4 separate regions of the Mus musculus genome follow, and regions 1, 2 and 3 are each linked to region 4. Evidence: chromatin contacts called from public ChIA-PET, HiChIP or PLAC-seq and Micro-C data. All regions are on one chromosome and are shown on one strand. Each heading gives the region's core, a stretch centred on a gene start, on an enhancer-like site or on the middle of the called end of the contact. The rest is flanking DNA. Distances are from core to core; before and after follow the strand shown. Region 1 overlaps Suclg1 (succinate-CoA ligase, GDP-forming, alpha subunit). Region 2 has its middle 10 kb from the start of Gm40378. Region 3 has its middle 25 kb from the start of Gm40378. Region 4 holds the start of Tmsb10 (thymosin, beta 10).

The links. A called contact is a pair of places that touch in the nucleus more often than the background predicts. ChIA-PET counts read pairs in DNA pulled down with a chosen protein or histone mark. HiChIP or PLAC-seq counts read pairs in DNA pulled down with a chosen protein or histone mark.
Region 1: a contact with region 4 is called in an H3K4me3 HiChIP or PLAC-seq map of bone marrow-derived macrophages, with 5 times the contacts expected there. The contact joins the enhancer-like site here to the promoter of Tmsb10 in region 4. A contact is called at or near these places in 9 of 39 promoter capture datasets (the C10 cell line, the HPC-7 cell line, cranial neural crest and 4 more), 1 of 484 Hi-C or Micro-C datasets (bone marrow-derived macrophages) and 7 of 115 datasets of contacts at active chromatin or transcription factors (bone marrow-derived macrophages, embryonic forebrain, embryonic stem cells and 2 more).
Region 2: an RNA polymerase II ChIA-PET map of memory CD8 T cells shows a contact between it and region 4, with 60 read pairs. The contact joins the enhancer-like site here to the promoter of Tmsb10 in region 4. A contact is called at or near these places in 4 of 39 promoter capture datasets (the C10 cell line, cranial neural crest, liver and 1 more) and 2 of 115 datasets of contacts at active chromatin or transcription factors (embryonic stem cells and memory CD8 T cells).
Region 3: a contact with region 4 is called in a Micro-C map of embryonic stem cells, with 2.3 times the contacts expected there. The contact joins the enhancer-like site here to the promoter of Tmsb10 in region 4. A contact is called at or near these places in 1 of 39 promoter capture datasets (hippocampal neurons), 1 of 15 datasets of contacts at CTCF or cohesin (embryonic stem cells), 3 of 484 Hi-C or Micro-C datasets (embryonic stem cells and liver) and 1 of 115 datasets of contacts at active chromatin or transcription factors (pancreatic cancer cells).

What each region holds. Positions count from the first base shown.
Region 1 is chr6:73,261,527-73,266,107 of GRCm38.p6, reverse strand. Suclg1 (succinate-CoA ligase, GDP-forming, alpha subunit) reads right to left here. Exons shown (of 9, transcript NM_019879.3): 4 at 2,088-2,300; 5 at 1,821-1,878. Among named protein-coding and RNA genes, the nearest start is that of Gm38834, 15 kb to the right of the region's middle. Within about 2 kb of position 2,932, at least 14 of the 459 cell types and tissues checked have an H3K27ac peak or open chromatin away from gene starts, as enhancers often do. A contact at or near this core is called in the HPC-7 cell line, where this site is marked.
Region 2 is chr6:73,277,260-73,282,359 of GRCm38.p6, reverse strand. No RefSeq gene overlaps it. Among named protein-coding and RNA genes, the nearest start is that of Gm40378, 10 kb to the left of the region's middle. Within about 2 kb of position 2,404, at least 30 of the 459 cell types and tissues checked have an H3K27ac peak or open chromatin away from gene starts, as enhancers often do. A contact at or near this core is called in liver and memory CD8 T cells, where this site is marked.
Region 3 is chr6:73,312,225-73,316,959 of GRCm38.p6, reverse strand. No RefSeq gene overlaps it. Among named protein-coding and RNA genes, the nearest start is that of Gm40378, 25 kb to the right of the region's middle. Within about 2 kb of position 1,554, at least 135 of the 459 cell types and tissues checked have an H3K27ac peak or open chromatin away from gene starts, as enhancers often do. A contact at or near this core is called in embryonic stem cells and hippocampal neurons, where this site is marked.
Region 4 is chr6:72,955,220-72,959,913 of GRCm38.p6, reverse strand. Tmsb10 (thymosin, beta 10) reads left to right here and starts at 1,431. Exons shown (of 3, transcript NM_025284.4): 1 at 1,431-1,577; 2 at 1,890-2,001; 3 at 2,262-2,567. The coding sequence starts at 1,902. The coding sequence ends at 2,296.

The DNA.
Region 1 (4,581 bases), core at 1,683-4,182, 300 kb before region 4:
AACAAGTATGATAAGAACATGAGGTAAAATGGTCAAGTTTGGGCTAAAAAGATCCCAAGGAAAAGTATGCTGTTTCTTTATTGGCCAAAAGCCAGAGATGTCCTCTTGGTAGCTTCATGCCTGCTAGAGGCCAAAGATAGCACAAGTGCTTTGGGAGCTCGGAGCTCTGATCGGTCCTACACGATTCTCAATGCCTCTGTAGAAAAGCAGGATGTTAAAGCAGCAATAAGGGCTGAGGGAAAACCACTCCAGCTAAAGAGAATGGACGTGTCTGGCCTGGAGGCAGACCTAACAGTCAATGGGGCCAGGGAAATCTCCAGGCCAACAAACCACCCCTAGGAATGTGGGCTCACTTTAAGCCATGCTAATGGAAAACCTACCTCAGGATTAGCTTCTTAGCTGGCATCTTAATGAGTTTTAAGAAAACAGAGTTTTAAAGAAAAACAGAGTAAGAAAGAAAGAAAGAAAGAAAGAAAGAAAGAAAGAAAGAAAGAAAGAAAGAAAGAAAGAAAGATAGAAAGAGAGAGAGAGAGAGAAAGAGGAGAGAGGGAGGGAGGGAGGGAGGGAGGGAGGGAGGAAGGAAGGAAGGAAGGAAGGAAGGAAGGAAGGAAGGAAGGAAGGAAGGAAGGAAGGAACCAAGCAAGCAAGCAAGCAAGCTGGGCAGTGGTGGTGCATGCCTTTAATCTCAGTGGGAAGCAGATCTGAGCTCAAGGCCAGGCTTGTCAACAGTAAGTTCCAAGACAGTCAGGGCTACAAGGAGGTACTCTGTCTTGGGAAAAACAAAAACAAAACAAAACAAAAAACAAACAAACAAGCAAACAAAAAGAAAAAAGAAAACAAAGGATTGATAAGAAATGCCAAATATGTATCGTTTCAATCTAATCTTATGAAATTTGTGTTTTAGGGCAAGGAATTAAAATTCACCCAGTAAAAGCTTTGTTCATACAAAGGCCCAGAGCTCTATTCTAGGAATTGGATGCCCTGGAGCAGTGAGTGACCTTTTCTCCCTGGGAGCAGTGACCCTTCCCTCCTCTTCCAACTCCCCCAGCCAATTCTTTTCAGAGGAGCCAACTGAGTAGACTATGAGGCCAGGCCAGGCAGCACCTGAGTTAGACTAAAAGCCAAACTCACTTCCTGCCTCTGTGTGTTGGTCCAAGTGCACCCTCGGATCAAGGGTAAAGACTGAGAAGGCGCTCTTTGACCTCACCCATCAGGGGCATCACAACAAAAGCTGTTTCATCCCCCAAAGAGCAAGCACAAGTCTGCTGGAGAGGAGAAGCCTGGAGGAGGAAGGGTAACTGGGACTCTGCTGACGGAATACAAAGTAGCACGGACATCTCCTAGCACTCCCTGGCAACTTCCTTAAAAGGCAAGCATACTAAATGTGTGTTCTAGCAAATGTTGCCCTTCAGAAATCAAAGTGTATCCATAGCAAGGCCTGTATTTTAGTCTTGTTCCTAATGCTCAAACCTGCAAACAGCCCAGATGACCACTAAGAAAATGGATAAACAGTGGTAAAGCCACAGAGCAGGCAGGAGGCTGTGAGCAGGAAGCTGGTATTCACCACGAACACAAAATACACAGCAGAACCCAGAGTCTGAGCAGAAAAGGAACCACTACCCACGATCATCACTGGTTCCACAGAACTACAAGTGATTCTCAAAGAGGCCCATCATATTTGAGATATATTTCTGACTCACTGTAAGAAAAAATAACTTATTACAGAGACACATTGACTTACAGTCACCGTCACTGTGAGCCGAGTTAGGAAAGTGGAATTTCTATGTTTTAATCTATCAGAAAGTAACAGAGTCACTCACCTATTCTTCCCTTCTTGTGAATGTGGCCAGGCATGATGCCGATTTTGCATTCTCCAGGCTGGAGGAAAGTAAACTGCAGTTTCAGAAAAGTTCCAAAGAAAATTCTAACCCCTAAGTCACATGTGCACACCCACACCCGAGCACACACAAACACCCGAGCACGCACATGCACACGCGCGCGCACACACACACACACACACACACACACACACACGTACTTTAATTCAAAGCCATAGCCTTCTGACTTCCCTCCTACCCTACACTCACGTTGATGACGCCGGGGCAGTTTGGCCCGATTAGCCTCGTCGTTCCCTGGCGTGTCAGTCTGTGCTTGACCCGCACCATATCCTGCTGCGGAATACCTTCCGTAATGCACACAACCAAGGGAATCTCCGCGTCGATTGCTTCATTAATGGCAGCAGCAGCAAAAGGAGGAGGGACATAGATGACAGAAGCCGTTGCTCCTGTTTTCTCTTTGGCCTGAAACATTAATCACAACCGATTGAATCATAAATAAAATATATTCAGCAGCATAATTTGATTAATGTTTAGGAAGGGGTCACAGGCAGGCTATCCTCATTCCCCCATTCTGTAGTCCGTGACGTAGTCAAAAAAAAGAGCAGAATCCAAGCAAAGCCTCTCTGAATGCCATTGTGAATTTAAAGGTTCCGTACATCTTACCCTACAAAAGGACAGTAAATCTGAGAGCTCTTCCCAATTGCACCCACGCTCCCTCCTCCCTGGAGGATTGCACCTGTGCTCCCTCCTCTCTGGAGCTATGCACAGCTTCACTTTTCCTCCCCAGACTCACAAGACCTGGTGCCACCTATCCAGCTTCAAACTCTGTTTCTCCTTAGAAGAACCAGGGCCAGGGACCCCAGGTCTTCAGAATCTAGCCTTCAAACATCTATTTTAAATCCATGGTAAATATGACCAATGAACAGTAGTGTTCCCTTTTATATAGATTTATTTTTACGGTGTGTGTGTGTGTGTGTGTGTGTGTGTGTGTGTGCACACGCACCTGTGAGAGCTTACATTCATACAGGTGCTCTCTCTCAGAGGTCAGAAGATGTTGGATTTCTGGAACTTGAGTTACAGGCACTTGTCAGGAGTCCAATGTGGGTGCTGGAAAATGCCCAACTTAGATCTTCTAGATGACCAGCAAGTGCTCTCAACCTCACTGCTGGGCCATTTCCCCAGTGCCTAAGTGGAGTGTTCTCTTTTTTTTTTTTTTTTAAGATTTTATTCATTATTTTATTTATTATTATATGTAAGTACACTGTAGCTGTCTTCAGACACACCAAAGGAGGGCATCAGATCTCATTATGGATGGCTATGAGCCATCATGTGGTTGCTGGGATTTGAACTCAGGACCTTCAGAAGAGCAGTCAGTGCTCTTAACAGCTGAGCCATCTCTCCAGCCCCAAGTGGAGTGTTCTTACTTGACATTTCTTACTTAATACATACTTACTAGAATATAGCAAGTCAAACCAAGTGCATATACATACATGGCCACAGAGTAAGAATGTGAGTTAACAAAACAAACATTAGGTTTTAATGTTGTCACCCACCACGATGCAAAGCCTTTATACAAAGCCTTACGGAATGTAAATCTGACTACTAGTCTCCATTTGATAGTAACTGATCCACAGGTGGCCTTGCACATCCATCTTCTGCTTCCTTTGGGGTTTGGTTTTTTTTTTTGTTTTGTTTTGTTTTTTTTGCTGTTGTAGTTTTTCTAAGACTTGGTCTTTCTATGTCGCCCGGGATTGTTCTGTAACTTAGTATGTAGACCATGCTGTTCTGAACTCAAGAGATCCATCTATATGAGACTGCCAAAAAAAAAATTTTAAAGGAAAAAAAAAGATGCTGTGATCAAGAAACAGTAAATAAATACCACAGGTGTGGTAGTGCATGCCTTTAATGTCAGCAGACCAGAGGCAGGCAGATCTCTGAGTAAAGGCCAGACAAGGCTACCTAGAGACCCTGTCTCAAAACAAACCACCAAACAAAATATAGTAAGTTACCACACTAAATCACATGGCTAGGAAATAGCAGAGCCAATATTTAACCCTGAGTATATCTGACTCCACGGTGTCTGCTCAGTGCAGCAAAGCAGAGGATTCTCCATAACCAAAACGCGTTCGGAGGTTGTACCAAGGGATGCTACACAAAGTCTAACTACAGTGACAGACTGCATGGGCACACGCAGAGGAAAGACCACAGACAGTCTCTTCAGGGGTCACCCCGGGATGAGTCCGTGCTCCCAGACACCGAGCTTCTGACCACTATGTCCCCATAAACAGCATCACCTCAACAGTGTCCAAAGAGCAGGCACTGACAGCGCCTATAGATGACACGAAGGATTAGAAGTCATTTATGTTTTAACTCTCTCAGGAGAGAATGACAGGCCTGTTGTGGTGGCCTGTGCCTATAATCCCAGCACTCAGGACTCAGATACGAATCAGAACAATGGTCTCCACCTGGGGGTTACTACCACTTTGGGGATCGAATGACCCTTTCACAGGGGTTGTCTTAAGACTATCAGAAAGCACAGATATTTGCATCACAATTCATAAACGTAGTCAAATTATAGTTCTGAAGAAGCCAGGAAAACGATTTTATGGCTGGGGGTCACCACAACATGAGGACTGCATTAAAGGGTCACAGCACTGGGAAGGCTGAGGACCACTGGACTAGAGGACCATGGGTTCAAGACTATACTGGGCTAGTGAGAAGACCTCGTGGGGCAGGGGAAGCA
Region 2 (5,100 bases), core at 1,155-3,654, 320 kb before region 4:
CGCTCCTCCCTTCACATTTGTGCCCCTTCTTAGTGACATGCTCATGTGACTTCCTTGTCCCCTTTGCCAAGTGAGGCATGGGAGAAGTGAGTTCAGGTCAAACTTCAGTTTTTCTGCCAACCCAACTATGAGTTTAGACTTCAGCTCCTTGGATCCTAGCTGAGACGTGAGGCTAGGACAATCTTCAGATCACTCTTCTACCAACAGGGACAAGAACATCTGAGAACGACAACAGGAGACTTGTGTCCGTGGCCAGTGTTACCCAGCTGTGAGCTTCAGGGAACAATCCCATTCTGCCTCTGAGTTCCGAGAAAAAAAGATGTCCCTTTCTGGAGGAAGCAGCCTGGGAGTGGCCTGGAACTCCGGTCACCACCAAAACTCAGAGAATCAATAAAGGATGAACTCTGAAGCCATTGAATTGGCCCAACATCCCGCCCCACCACTCTGTCAAGCCCCTACTCCTCTAAAAAGCAAATGTCTATCACAAACTTCCCGGGAGCCACTAGGTATTGCTCCAAACATAGCCTGTAGCCTGTCTCTGCAGATGTGTAAGACCCAAAGTGACCAGCTGCTACCCTGGACAAATATGACTCAGAGGGTGAAATTCTAAGTTTCTAGTTGGTCATCTGGACCCATTCTCTATCTTTGCTGTGATTCTGTGTCCCTGAGAGACAGTCCTATTGATGGCATCAAATGGGCTTGTACATTCTCTGCTTTCTGCCCGGTTCAGCTATCAGGACATAAGAGAGGAGGGTGGGTTAGTCAGGGTATGCATCCCCCTCCCTCCATGTCAGGGTTTGGCCTGGGCAGTGATTGTGTTCCTCTGTGTAGGCCACCACTCCTTCCTGTAATCTCACACATAGCACTGGCCTCACCAGCTTCACAAACAGCTTGTATCCGTTGTCAACTAAGATCTGAAGGTGGTAAAAGTTTCTCGCGGTGGCTGACTTGAGGGTCTTATTTAAGTATTAGGACACCATTGGTATTAAGACACCACTGTCCACCTACCATGACAACTCAGGATGCTTACAAACTAAAGGGAGGGGCTCCCAAAGCAAAGGTCAAAGGACAACCAACATTCAAATATGTGAGAGATAAAGTCCTAATTAATGACCTACCCAGGAGAGAGAGTTCTAATAGGAGATTCACAACCAAGTGAGAACACAGGATTCCAAGTAAACAAACGCAATCATAAAGTCAAAGGCCCTCCAAGGGACATCCACAGGGAACTGTTCTCGTCTTTCTAAGTGGCCAGGATGAAATGACAGAGTAGGGTATGGGGACACATTAAACTCTCTGGTTCCCAGGTACAACTCGTCCTCTCCGAGAGCTCAGTGTTAAATAAAAATTCCTCAGAGAAGACTTGTAGCCAAGCACTGTAACCTGGGAGCCCAGAATCACCAGACCCAAAGCAGGAGACCAGAAGTTCAAGATGGGCATTGCTGGTTAAACTTTTACTTCACACGTACTCATTTCCATCCCTCCCAAACCGCTCAGAGCTCTGAAACAGTCTCATGTAGCCCAGAATTTGTAGCTGAGAATCATCTCAAACTCCCGATCCTCTCTCCTCCAATTCCCAAGGGGCTAGCCTGGCAGGAAGTCTATTTGCTCCGCAGCCTTCTCGTTTCCTGAGAGAAAAGTCAAGTCCTCTCTGGCATCTCAGGACTAATGCTGAAGCAGCAGGAGTGTGGCACACTCCATCTCCACGGGGACTGAGGCTCTTTGTCCTATCTACCCTCCTGTCCTTGAGGTAGTCCTCTCTACTAGTTGGCTGATCCTAAGATGTTTTATAACAAAACTATGTTCCTACGTACTTGTGGTTTCCGAGTTGGGTCACCCCAGCAAATTAGTCTGTAGGGAGTTACAGAACTCTCCAACCTAAAACCACGCCAAGTGTGGGCAGTATGGCGATGTCAGGATTTGTGGCTGGCTTGTGAAGTGGGAGCACTTTGTGAGATGACACCCCTTACCTGCGGGGTCTCTAGTTAACACAGGCAGGTGAGGTGAGAACTGGACCAAAGGCTGGGACACAGCAGTCAGTGCTGGGGAGCTGATGTGAAGATGTGACTCTAAAGGGAGAGGTCAGGGAAGCAGGACAAGAGTCCCACCTACGAGTAACACCAGAAGCTCTCGCAGGAGACTCCTGGGACAGTGACTACTTAAGACATTTTCCAAAGGCCGTTGTGTTTCATCTTCACGACCAGGATCCCCTGAGGAGCTGGGACTAAGATACAGTAAGTACTGCGGCAGACTCTTCAGAAAAAAAAAAGGGGGGGGGGGACTTTCCGAGCTGGCAGCAGCTGGAGTAGTGAGACTGCATCGAGCTACTCACACTGGGAGTTTGAGCTGAGGAGGAGAGGCCTGAATGCCAGCCTGCTATGAGAGACGCACTGTGGTAAACCTGGAGGGCAAAGTTCCCTGGCCAGGACTTCTCTGTGACTGTGGTGTGACCCGAGCCGTCACCCTGAGCACATCTGTTGTTTCTCTTGGCAAATCTACTGCACAGCAGTGTCAAGAATGAGTTGTGGCAGAGGCCTGCCCACTGCCTTCAGATGTGGGCAGGCAGGTACCACGACCGTGAGCAAGTATGTGGTGGGGAGACGGGAGAGGAAGAGAAACAGAATGGTTTTGTGGACTGTGAAGAGAGGCAGAACTGGAGATGCAATGGCAGTGATGTGAGAGGCCCCTGCTGTCCCGGCCCATGCTAATGCTGAGGACCATGTCTGGGGTCATGTCCCTACTGCAGTAGGGGTCTTTATTGATGTCCATAGCTGTCCCTACTGCAGTGGGGGTCTGTATTGATGTCCATAGTCCATGCTACCAAGGGTCATGCAGATGTCTATGACCTGAGCTGCCACCTGAAGCCACGTTGATGTCAAAAGGGCCATGCTGAGCTTGAGCTGGGCCCATCCCTTACCTGGGCAGTACAGGAGAGCTGGTCCAGGCAGCATGGTCAAGGGAGAGCTGGCCCCCATGGCATGGGCATGGGAGAGCTGGCTGGCTGAACAGCTCAGCTACTGCCCAGGCTCAGATCCACCCCCAACACTGACTCCATCTATGAGCTGGAGGGGCCAGGCCTACAGAAGAAAAGCCACAGGATCTCTATGACTTAGGGCAACAGCAGGATATCCCAGAGGAGTCTTGGTGAGGGGCCAGTATTGATGGTGTAGTAGAAGCCAGAGGCCTTGACCCAGACCAACAACTCACTACCATGAACATTTGCAGGTAAAGTTATTTGGGCAAAAGGCAATAGTTTCCAGTGCCATGACAATGAACGATTATGTGATAGAGAGGTGGGAAAAGCAGAGGAGCAGGTTACACACAGTGGAGCTGGAGCACTGACTGCTGTGACGGGTGCCAGAAGGCCTTGATAGATAGAGGAGCAGGTTGCTGCCCAGAGGTCAGCAAGATGGTTTGTTATTTTATTTTATTGGGGGTGGGGGAGCAGGCATTAGAAGAGTGGAGGGCAGATATGGAAGGACTGGGATATCAGTGGGACTAGGGTGCATAGTGTGAAATTCCCAAAGGATTAATAATAATAAAAAAAAAATAGTGTTAAAAAAATGAGTTGTAGGAGTTGTAGGCAGCTCTCTCCCGACTGCCTATAACTCCAGCTCCAGGTGATCCGATGCCCTCTTCTGCCCTCTGGGGGCATCTGCACTCTCATGCACAAACCCACCCACAAACACCACACATACACATAAAAATATATCTTTAACAATGAAAAAAAAAGGTGAGTTGTACAAAATTCAAGAAGGGACTGTGTTCTATTTAGGGATAGAGACGGCCCCTGGGAGATGAGATATATAGCCGGATGTGCCAATAGTAAAAGCAGAACTGTAACACCAGGCCAGGCATGGAAACCATGAGGAACCAAAATCAGTCCAGGGGGATGGAGAGATGGCTCAGTGGTTAAGAGCACTGACTGCTCTTCCAGAGGACTTGAGTTCAATTCCCAGCAACCACATGGTGGCTCACAACCATCTGTAATGGGCGCCGATGCCTTCTTCTGGGGTGTCAGAGTCAGCATACTCATACATTAAATAATCAAACAATTTTTTTTAAAACTCAGTCTTGGCTGCTATCTCATGCTATTTACAATCATCAATTTAAGGGTGATGTGAGCTAAATGTGTAGGCTCTTAAATGATAAGGTTTGTGAGAAAACAAGACTAGTACTGTCTTACATAAATGGGAGGCAGAACACAGTACTCAGCATGAAAATGCAGTACAAAACAAAAAAAAGAAAAGAAAAAGAAAAAGATTCTTGCTCTTTATTTAAAAACTTCAGTCCATTAAAAAAATACCGTTAAGGTTGTGTGTCCTAGCTATTGCTTGTAATCCCAGAACTCACAGCGTTGAGGCAGGAGGTCTGCCACTAGTTCAATACCAGCCTAGGCTATATGGTAAGTTTCAGGCCCTGCCTGGGCTACAGAGCAAACCTGTTTCAGCCTACACTGTGTCATTTCTGCTGGCCAGTGTCCTGTGGGATGAGTTGCTGTCCATGTTCAAGGTGATGAAATGCGTGCATAAAGGAATGGTCCTGAACTCCCAAGCTGTTCACAGCCCGTCCACGAGGTCTGGGCACACTCCCACAGTCTCCCTAGGCTCTCTGTGCCCTCAGCAGCAGCCCAGGCAGTCACGAGACCTCAGATCACTGTTCCCTTGTCTCCTAGACACAGCAAACCCAGCATTCCTTCTCACCCTTGTACAACCAGCTCTACCCCCAGGGGCTCGGCTTCCCTTTCCACACCTGAGGTGTCCTGTCCAGGAAGACTCCACCAGCATTCCCTCACAGGCTTCTCCCGACTTTTTAAAGCTATTGCTTATTTTCGGGGTGGTTACACAACTTGAGAGTATGCTGTCTTCCCTACTCCAGAATGGAAGTTAGGGTTGGGCGTGTCACATTTAGCGACAGATTCCCACTGGAATTTCCAGTCAATAAACTCTTTTTAAACATGAGGCTGCACAGCCAATGGTTTTCTTGCTTCTTGCACTGAATGTCCAAATTTCAAGCTAAGATGGATGGCGAGGAGGTGGCCCTATGACCAGCCACGATGAAGCACTTTAGTAAGTACTTTCCATTTCCCAAGAGCAGCAG
Region 3 (4,735 bases), core at 305-2,804, 360 kb before region 4:
AATCTATTTGAACACTGAGCCCCAGGTGGTGGTGCTCTTTGAGGAGGTTACAGACAGAACCTTTCATGGTGCTAGAAGTATGTTGGGGGTGGGGGGAGGATTTTATAGCCTGACCCACTTTCCCTTCTCTCTCAGCTTTCTGTGTATGTATGAAAGAGTGACTGGCCAGCTTCCAGATGCCACCACCTTGCATACCCTGACTTCTTCTACATATCTTCCACAATGAGGGATTCTATTCCTCTGGAACCACAAGTCAAAGTAAACCCTTTCTCCTCTAAGTTGCTTTTAGTCATGGTATTTTATCACAACTGCAAAAAAGTAATTAATACAGTGAGGCAGTTGATCATATTGCCTGGAGAATCAGAAAACAGAGAGTTCTGTAGCCCATAGGCCTATACCCCTGGGAGGCCCCATCTCCTTAAGGTTCCAAGATTTCTTAAAACAGCCCCTCCTGGGGGTTGGGGGTAGAGCTCACATTCAAATCATAACAGCAAGTCAAGTGTCAGAAGTCAGGATGGTGCTTAAGATTTCTTTACAGTATGAAAATTGTATTAACTTATTCAGTAAATATGAATGGTGATAAGTACAATGTTGGAATGGGAGGACAAAACTATAGACATCCTCCCTGCCATCAAGCCGTTCACAGCTGGGCTGGGGGCAGCAGCCTCGGGATGATCAGGCTTCCGAGTCCAGCCTGATGAAGGCTATTGAGAACAGCCCATCCAGAACAGCCCAGAACAGCCCAGAACAGCCCAGAACAGCCCAGAACATTTATTCTCTCCCTGTTCTTGGCAGTGGACATGACTAGTTGCTTCAGGTTCCTGCCTTGACTTACCCATATTAATGGGCTATAATGTACAACTGTAGTCTAAAATAAGTCCTTTCTCCTCTACGTTGCGTTTTGTCAGATCATTTTTTATCACAGTAATGATTGAAACTAGGGCACTGCCCAAAAGACAGTTATGCAGCAGTTTCTTAAGTTAAAATCTCTTGACCCCATTGTAGACAGTTCGCCTGGTGTGTGCTCCGCGCATTGGAAGATGTGTTATATTTAATGGAATGATATTAAATGTTGTAATAGAAAGCCATGTGATTTTTTTCTAATATTAAAAACGATTTATCTTCATCTGTACTCATAACACTAGTTCCTCAATTTCTTTGCACCACACATCCTGGCATCTCTCCCTTTTTAAAAAAAATCATAATTGTTTTTTTAATTCACTGAAGAAAAAAAAGGACAATCCCCAACCCACCCTTTGGTTTCCCTCTAATATTACAACAACGAGTAGTGTTGGCGAACATTTATTGAGTCGGACAGTGTGATAAATTCTTTAAATGGATTATCTTGCTTAATCCTCTTAATAATCCTACATTAAGTGGCAACTGTAGGGAGCCTTAGCTTCAGATGAAACACACAGCGGCTAAGCAGGTTGCCAAGCAACAGGTACTTAGCTGGTGAAATCCAAACCCAGGCTATCTGACCCCTCTCGGCCACCATCGGTTTCCTCTGAATTGAAAGATTCCCTCCAGGGGGAAGAAGGAAAATTCCTGAGATTCAGGAAGCAAACAAACTTCTCTTGTCTGGGGCAGCTGATTCACGAGGCCCTTCTGGAGCCTCTAAAACACTAAACAGTTTGCGCGGGGGGGGGTGGGGGGCGCTCTGACCTGGCAAGCTGCCAAGATTTCTGGTCCTGTCAGGCTGCCTGCAAACCTCACAGAGCTCTCAGAGCCACTGGGCTCTGGGGGGATCAGCTCTGAGTCATCCCTACCCCTGTAACAAACCCCGGAAAAATATCATTGGTTCCCCAAGTTGGACTTTCGTACAATCGTGACTTTGGTCTGCAGTGGGTTCCCTTTCTGGGGTGAGTAGACAGGTGTGTGGCTTCCGTGCGTGCAGCCACTTCTAACTGTGGCTGTTCAAGCGAACAGGACGTGAACTGAGAGCGAACTGAGAAGTTAACCACTGAAAGACAGCCCACATCTCGGCAGTGAGTAGCAGCTCCAGACCGACAAAGCAATGCAGAGACCACTTAAGCCTCAGCTCCCTGTCTCCCCTCTCTGCACCTTCTTTTGGTATGGGAAGGGTGTTTTGTTGGTGGTGGTGATGGTGGTTTTTTGTTTTTTATCCCTGTACCAGTTTTTATTTTTTTTTTCTGTATAGAAGCTTAGCGAATAATTATTACTGCCCCGTTTCCACATTTCCCCTACAGACTTGTTATACTTTTTAAAGGCTCGTGTGTGTGTGTGTGTGTGTGTGTGTGTGTGTGTGTGTGTTCGGCATCACTAGTCATTTTTCAAATTTTATCCAAAAATAAGTTCTTTATTGATTATCATAAAGAGAGCAAAGATTCTGTATGGGATTGGAGGTGTTGTTATGTTTTAGAAAAGGGTCAGGATATGGTCTGTAGAGTGCGGTATGGTGCGGTGGGAGGGGATGCCTCAGTGGGCCCATGCAAGGGAAACAACTCACACACACACACACACACACACACACACACACCAGCTGTACCAGCCATACAACAGGTATGGTATAGAATGAAGGGAAGTTGAGAAGGGAGGAGAGAGAGATACACAGAGAGAGAGAGAGAGAGAGAGAGAGAGAGAGAGAGGGCAGGCCAGGAACATGTGGAGAGAGGGGGGAGAAGGAACAGGAGAGAGAGAGAGAAAAGGCTTAAGGAGAGAAGAAAGTCAAAGAGCTACAAGGGACCAAACAGCCCCTTTTATAGCAAGCCAGGCCTCCCTGTTGGGCGGGGCCTAGAGTGGATGCTAACAGGGTGTACATGGGTTTGAAAGGCATTTGATAAAGTTTAGAAAGTGTACTTTGGCAAGGAGGGTAAGGTGCATGAACCGAGCCTGATGACCTGGATTTGATCCCTAGGAGCCACATGGTGGGAGGGGAGAGTGACTCCCACAAGATCTCAGACCTCCATGTGTGTGCTATGGCTCCATACACATGTAGAACTAAATAGAAAGATAAGACAGATGACAGACAGACAGGTGATAGATAGATAGATAAATAGATAGATAGATAGATAGATAGATAGATAGATAGATAGATAATAGATACATAGAAAGAGATAGATAATATATTTTCAAGAAATAGAAAAAACAAAAACTAAGATCAACAAATTGTATACAAATACATCAATATAGTTGGTAAACATAACTAGAAGAAACTCTGAATTAAAAGATAGGTTTCATTAAAAAAAACAGTCTGCAATAAGAAAAGAAAAAGAAAACATAAAATCCATATATCTTCAGCCTCAAAATCTACAAGATGCAAGAGATTTCAACGGAACTACTATGACAGAATATAATTTTAGCAGCTCTTTCGATAACTAAAAAGGGAAACTAAAAGCATTGCTTTCTAAAAACGTTTGAAGCAACAAAAGAAAGCATCTAAACCCACGACAGTAACAGAGTGCTGTGCCTAGCAATTTTAGAAAATTAAATTGAAGCATGGACACAAAAGTCGCATACAACAGAATGTAAGGGCAAACGGCAGCAGGCCCTTCTAAAAAGTCCTCAGCTCAGATGAGGTCCAGGGTCTCAAGCCTAGAAGCCCAGCACTTGAAAGGATGAAGCAAGGGGACCACAAGTTCAAGGCCAGCCTGGCCTACAGAGTCAACCCTGCCTCAGAGAAAGTGTTGGAATACACTAAAAATCGAGCGGAAGTTAAAGCCATGGTGTAATGCCATAGCAGGCCTTCCCGAGGCAGCGAGCAAGCTGGAAAGGCAGAAGACACTCAGAGGATAAAACTTAATATCACAACCATTTTGAAGAGTGTAGGAAGCTGAAGCTTGCACACATTCCTCACCCAACACATTCACGACAGACTGAGAATTTTGATTTACTGGCAATGGCATAGCCAAAAGCCACACATGGGATGGTTTAAAAATAACAATTAACTTTCTCTCAGTCTAGAAACCAGAAGTACAAGGCCAAGGTGTCCCCTGGTTTTGTTTTCCGTCGCCTCTCCCTGTCTTGGGCCACAGAGGGCTTCCTGGTAGCTGCTCACATGGTGATCCCACTGGCTATATGGATGGCAGTACTCTGTCTGGGCACTATCATCAGAGGACTCCTTGTGTCCAACCCTCCTCCTCTTCTAAGACACTAGTCACCGGACTGCAGCCCAGCCCAAGCAACACATGTTAGCAATCATCTCTTTCTAAGAGTTGGTTTTACTCACATTCTGAGGGACTGAGAGTTTGTGTTTCCATATGGATTTTGGAAGGACACAATTCATTCTCCAGTTTCCTTAGAGAAACTCACCTATGTGCTTGTGATGGCTTGTATAGGCTTGGAACAGGGAGTGGCGCTATTAGGAGGTGTGGCCTTGTTGGAGTAGGTGTGTCACTGCCAGTGTGCGCTTAAGACCCTCACCCTAGCTGCCTGGAAGTCAGTCTTCCACTAGCACCCTACAAATGAAGATGCTGAACTCTCAGCTCTGCCTGTACCATGCCTGCCTGGATGCTGCCATGTTCCTGCCTTGATGATACTGGACTGAACCTCTGAACCTGTAAGCCATTCCCAATTAAATGTTATCCTTTATAAGAGTTGACTTGGTCATGGTGTCTCTTCACAGCAATAAAACCCAAGTCATACATTTTTAAAATATTTTTATTCTTTGAAAGTTGCATACGTTTATAGAATTTATTGTGACCACTAGGCTTCTCCAACCCGCAAGCCCAAGTGTCACCACGCTATCTCCCTCCCAACTTCATATCCTCTCTCT
Region 4 (4,694 bases), core at 182-2,681:
CAGAAGTGATGGAAGCGACTTCTGAATCTGAGGCTAAATTCTAGTGTGACTTTTCATCCTCCTTTCTTTCCTGGTCCACTGCCTGGATATAGAAGATGGAGGGGTCCAGAATAACAAGAGAAAGGGGGCCTGAATACCAGTCACTATGCAATAAAAAGCACAAAGCCAGGCATGATAACACAGGCTTTTAGGCCTAACATTCAAGAAACAGGCCAATCTCTATGAGTTCAAATCCAGGCTGATCTACATACTGAGATCCATAAACATATGGCTACATAAACAGGTGACGCCCTTTCTAAAGAAAATAATTTTTTAAAAAGGAGACTAGTACAGAAATCACAGGATTGTGTTACATAAGAAACAACTTTCTTTAAAAGATTTATTTTTATTTTATGTGCATGAGTGTTTTATGCACACCAAACTCATACCTGGTGCCCAAGCAGGCCAGAAGAGGATGCCAAGTCTCCTAAAACTAGAGCTACAGATGCTTGTAAGCCACCGTGTGGGTGAGCCCCACGTGGATGAGACAACTCTCTACAACCCCCACCCCCACTAAACTGTTATTACTTCAAGCAAAGATATTTTGCTCTTTGTCTGTCTATCTGAACCATGAAGTTTGCCGTTCAGGAAATGTTTCTCCTCTTTTTCTTCTATCAGTAGAATATGCTCTATATTCAACACAGGAAAAGGGATGGGAGTGGGGATGGATGGCGTTTCAGCCCTGGGTGATATAATAGAACTCACTGTCCATGGGGGTTGTAGGAGCTGAAGAGGTAACTTTTTCAGGAGTGCAGTATCCCACTCCTGGAATGGGTTAACAAGAAAAAGCAAGGTTTGCAGGCACAGGAGCTTTTTCCCCTCTTTTTCCTTCTAAAAACCACATTGAAGGTTAACTGAAGGAGAAAAACCGCACCCTCCAGTACAGTGTTTCTAAAAGGCCACTGAGAAAAGGAACAGCGGAGCCCTCCCGGGAGTCCTAGCTCCCACCTCCGCCCTTAGACAATGCCTGAAAACAGCTTGTTTTAAGAAGCACCAACCACAAGAAAATAGAAAGAAGGAGACTCTGGAGAGCAAACGCAAGAGACTTGAGGCGACGCGGGTGGGGTGTCTCCCGCGAGCAGGGCTGCAGCAGAGCGCGCGTGCTCGCCCGCACACCCACAACCCTACACCACACATACATTCAACAAAACCCCAAGTCCTTCCCCGCTGCCCCCCCCCCCACGCCCTTCCCGCGGGGTGAGCAGCAGGCTCCTGGGTACTAGGAAAAGGAGATATATCAAGAAAAGAGACCACCGGGAGCTGGTGCCTGCCACCCTCCACGCGGGATCGCAACGGGTTAGGAACGCGGGCCGAGAAGGGCGGAGCCCCAGGCAGCCTGGAGATGCTGAGCGCCCCCCAGCCCCCGCGCGCGCTGGCCACGCCCTCCGCGCGGGCTGGCCACGCCCTCGTTGCGGCGGGCGAGAGGCGGGGCGGGGCGCGGTGTATATAAGACGAGGGGCGGGCGCCGCTCTTTTGTCTCTTGCTGCAGCAACGAGAGTGGGAGCACCTGGAGCGCGAGCTCGGAAGGAGAATCCACGGTAAGGCACAGCGCCGGCCTTGGGGCCTACCCTGGGTGGGGTCGGGCCAGTTTATGGCTGGCGGGCGCGTTCCCCTTCGGTTGCAACAGGCGACCCGGCGGTTTGGAATCTTCTGGGGCTAGCAGGCCACGCCCTGGGGCTTCGGAGGGAGGGTGTGGTGGACGAGTCTAGGATCCTCGGCCTCCGGGCTGCGGGAACGCCCAGGACTGGGAATGCCACGTTGAGAGGCGTTCGCGGAAGGCGCGGGATCCAGGACGCGCTGGTCACCCCCAAGCCCCTGGCCACCCATTATCACCTTGTTTCGCCCATCAGAGTTGTAAGAAAATGGCAGACAAGCCGGACATGGGGGAAATCGCCAGCTTCGATAAGGCCAAGCTGAAGAAAACCGAGACGCAGGAGAAGAACACCCTGCCGACCAAAGAGAGTAAGTGTGCCCCGGGTTCCCACCCCAGCGCTCCTCCCTTCCCTGCTGTGCCAGCCCGGCACCCCCACCCCCATCCGGCCACTATCTTCCCACCCCGAATCTAAGGCCACAGCCACCCTTCCAGTCACACAAAGCACTTTGTCTCTTCCAAACCCCTTCTCTGTCCGCAGGCCTCGTGGGTGCCTCACCCACACCAGGTTTGTGGGTTGGGTATGGGGGGCTGTAAGGTAGCTCCAATGACCACATCCCTCCCTTCGCAGCCATTGAACAGGAAAAGAGGAGTGAAATCTCCTAAAAGCCTAGGAAGATTTCCCCACCCCACCCCACCCCGCCCCATCATCTCCAAGACCCCCTCGTGATGTGGAGGAAGAGCCACCTGCAAGATGGACGCGAGCCACAAGCTGCACTGTGAAACCCGGGCACTCCGAGCCGATGCCACCGGCCCGCGGGTCTCTGAAGGGGACCCCTCCACTAATCGGACTGCCAAATTTCACCGGTTTGCCCTGGGATATTATAGAAAATTATTTGTATGATTGATGAAAATAAAAACACCTCGTGGCATGGTTGGCGTGGTCTGAATTTTTTAGTTGAGTATGCGTGGGCAGAGCGGTCTGGGAGTGAGTTGTGCCGCAGGGAGAGAGGAGGGGACGTGGTAGAATGGGTGAGGAGGATGTATCGTTTTTATTTTTGTTTTACGTGCTTCTCGACATGCGGTTTCCTGGGTTCTCAGTTGCTTCGCCCTTAATGCGATCCATGTCAATTTTAACCCCATTTTGAAAAATGCTGTCCAAAAGATTAAGCTTTGCTTTTGATCGGCTCTTCAAATCCTACCTTTTCTTCTGCCCTCTTAACCTTTCACGCACACCAGAAGCAGTGATTTGTTAAAGTCTGAGAGGAAAGGATGCAAAGAATCATTCAGGAATGTGGGAAATTGGGCGAGGTCGGGGTCCATCCCTCAGACACAAACACACGAGGTTTTCTATTGGGTGTTAACAGAATGAGGTGAAATAAAAACAAAGGCCAGATAAAACCGCATTATATCACAACTTGCGGAACATCTTCAGAACTGCAGCCACGGAGATCAGCCTAGTTTTTTGTCTCTGAACCTTATGCGAATGCGTTAGCCATTATAGAGGGAGCATAGGCTGAGCTGCCTCCCAGACAGATCCTCTGAGGGTGGAAGAGAGCAGCGGGTGCGTGCGTTGTGGCGGCAGAACTGAAGGAGGTCACACCCTTTCATGACCCACAGGGAAGGGGTGGGACCAGCACAGTGGGGCTAATGGAGGAGGAGCCCAAGGGTATTGGGCACTGAAGCAGGCTTATGATTACAGGGGTAGCCTTTTCCTGTAGGAGGGGAGGGAGGGAAACAATTGGATAGGGTTTGCCCCACATTTTTGCCTTACCCCCAAGGGACTGGATAAATAGATGAGGGCAGTTAGTTCAAATGAGCTGTATCCTCCTGGTCACAAGAAATTTAAAACCTAGTAGTGAGACCGGCAGTCAGGGCAGATCAGCGGACAGACAGGTTGGGGAGCCAATGCCTGGTTTACATAACAGATCAACTCCAGCTGGTACCTGGAGGCCTCCATCACCTCTGAATAGGGAAGGGCTCTTTTTCTCTGCTGTTAGTGATTCCCACAGATGTAGCTTTTGTAGTGACCCAGGGTAGGATGGGGCTGAATTAAGTCCCAATGCTTGAGTAAGAAGTCTCTAGCTAATGCTCCTGTAAGTGGGCCTCATAAGCTCATTAGTTTACAAGAAAGAAGAGAGAAAAGCCTACTGAATCTTCACTGGCCTCCTCTCAGGTCATGCTAAAGCCAAGCAGCTCCCATGCTTCCCTTCCCCCACGGGCTTCCCTTCCCCCACGGGCTTGACGCTTTAATTGACAGGGCCTGAGCATGATGAACCTCATCATGGTTTGAAGAAGCCAAACATCATTTCCCTCCCTGGGCCCAGTTCAGGGTAGGAAGGAAATACTGTTGATTGACAATGAAGGTAATGAGGGAAGGCTGCCCAGTAACTAAGTGGCGGCTACGTTAGGCAGCATTGTCTCTAGAAGAAACACCTGTGAGATGGAAATAGACACGATTTCTTTTGTCTTAGCAGTTCCAGTGTGTAGTCTACTGACCCTGCTTTGGATCTGGGGTCAGGCAGTACAGAGTGGAGATGCAAAGCAAAGCAAAGCACCGGAAGACGTGGCCAGGAAGCAAAAGAGGAAGAGGAAGGGGTAGGGGTCCCACAGTACACCTTCCACTTGGCCCCAGCTCTTAAAGGTCCCACCACCTCTCAACAGTGCCTCCTGAGGAACCAGCCTTCATCACATAGGCCCTTGAGGATCATCTCAAGATCCAAATTATAGGAAGAACCATGCATAAATTAGGAAGCCAGGTGTGGAGGTGCATGCCTGTAATCTCAGCACTTGGGAGATGATGTTTAGAGGATTTAGAGTTTGAGGTCATCTTCAGCTATCCAGTGGATTCAAGATCTCCTGGGCTACTTGAGACCCTGTCTCAAAACATATGCATGCACACACAAGTGTGTGTGCGTGCGCACACGCACACACACACACAGTGGGATGCTTATTTCTGCAAAATTTAGAGGCCATGTATTTGGTGAGCTTAACACAGCCCTTCTGAGTGCCCAAAAGTCCCTAACACTGTACTGAGTGTACAGTTTTGTGCCACTAACTGCAA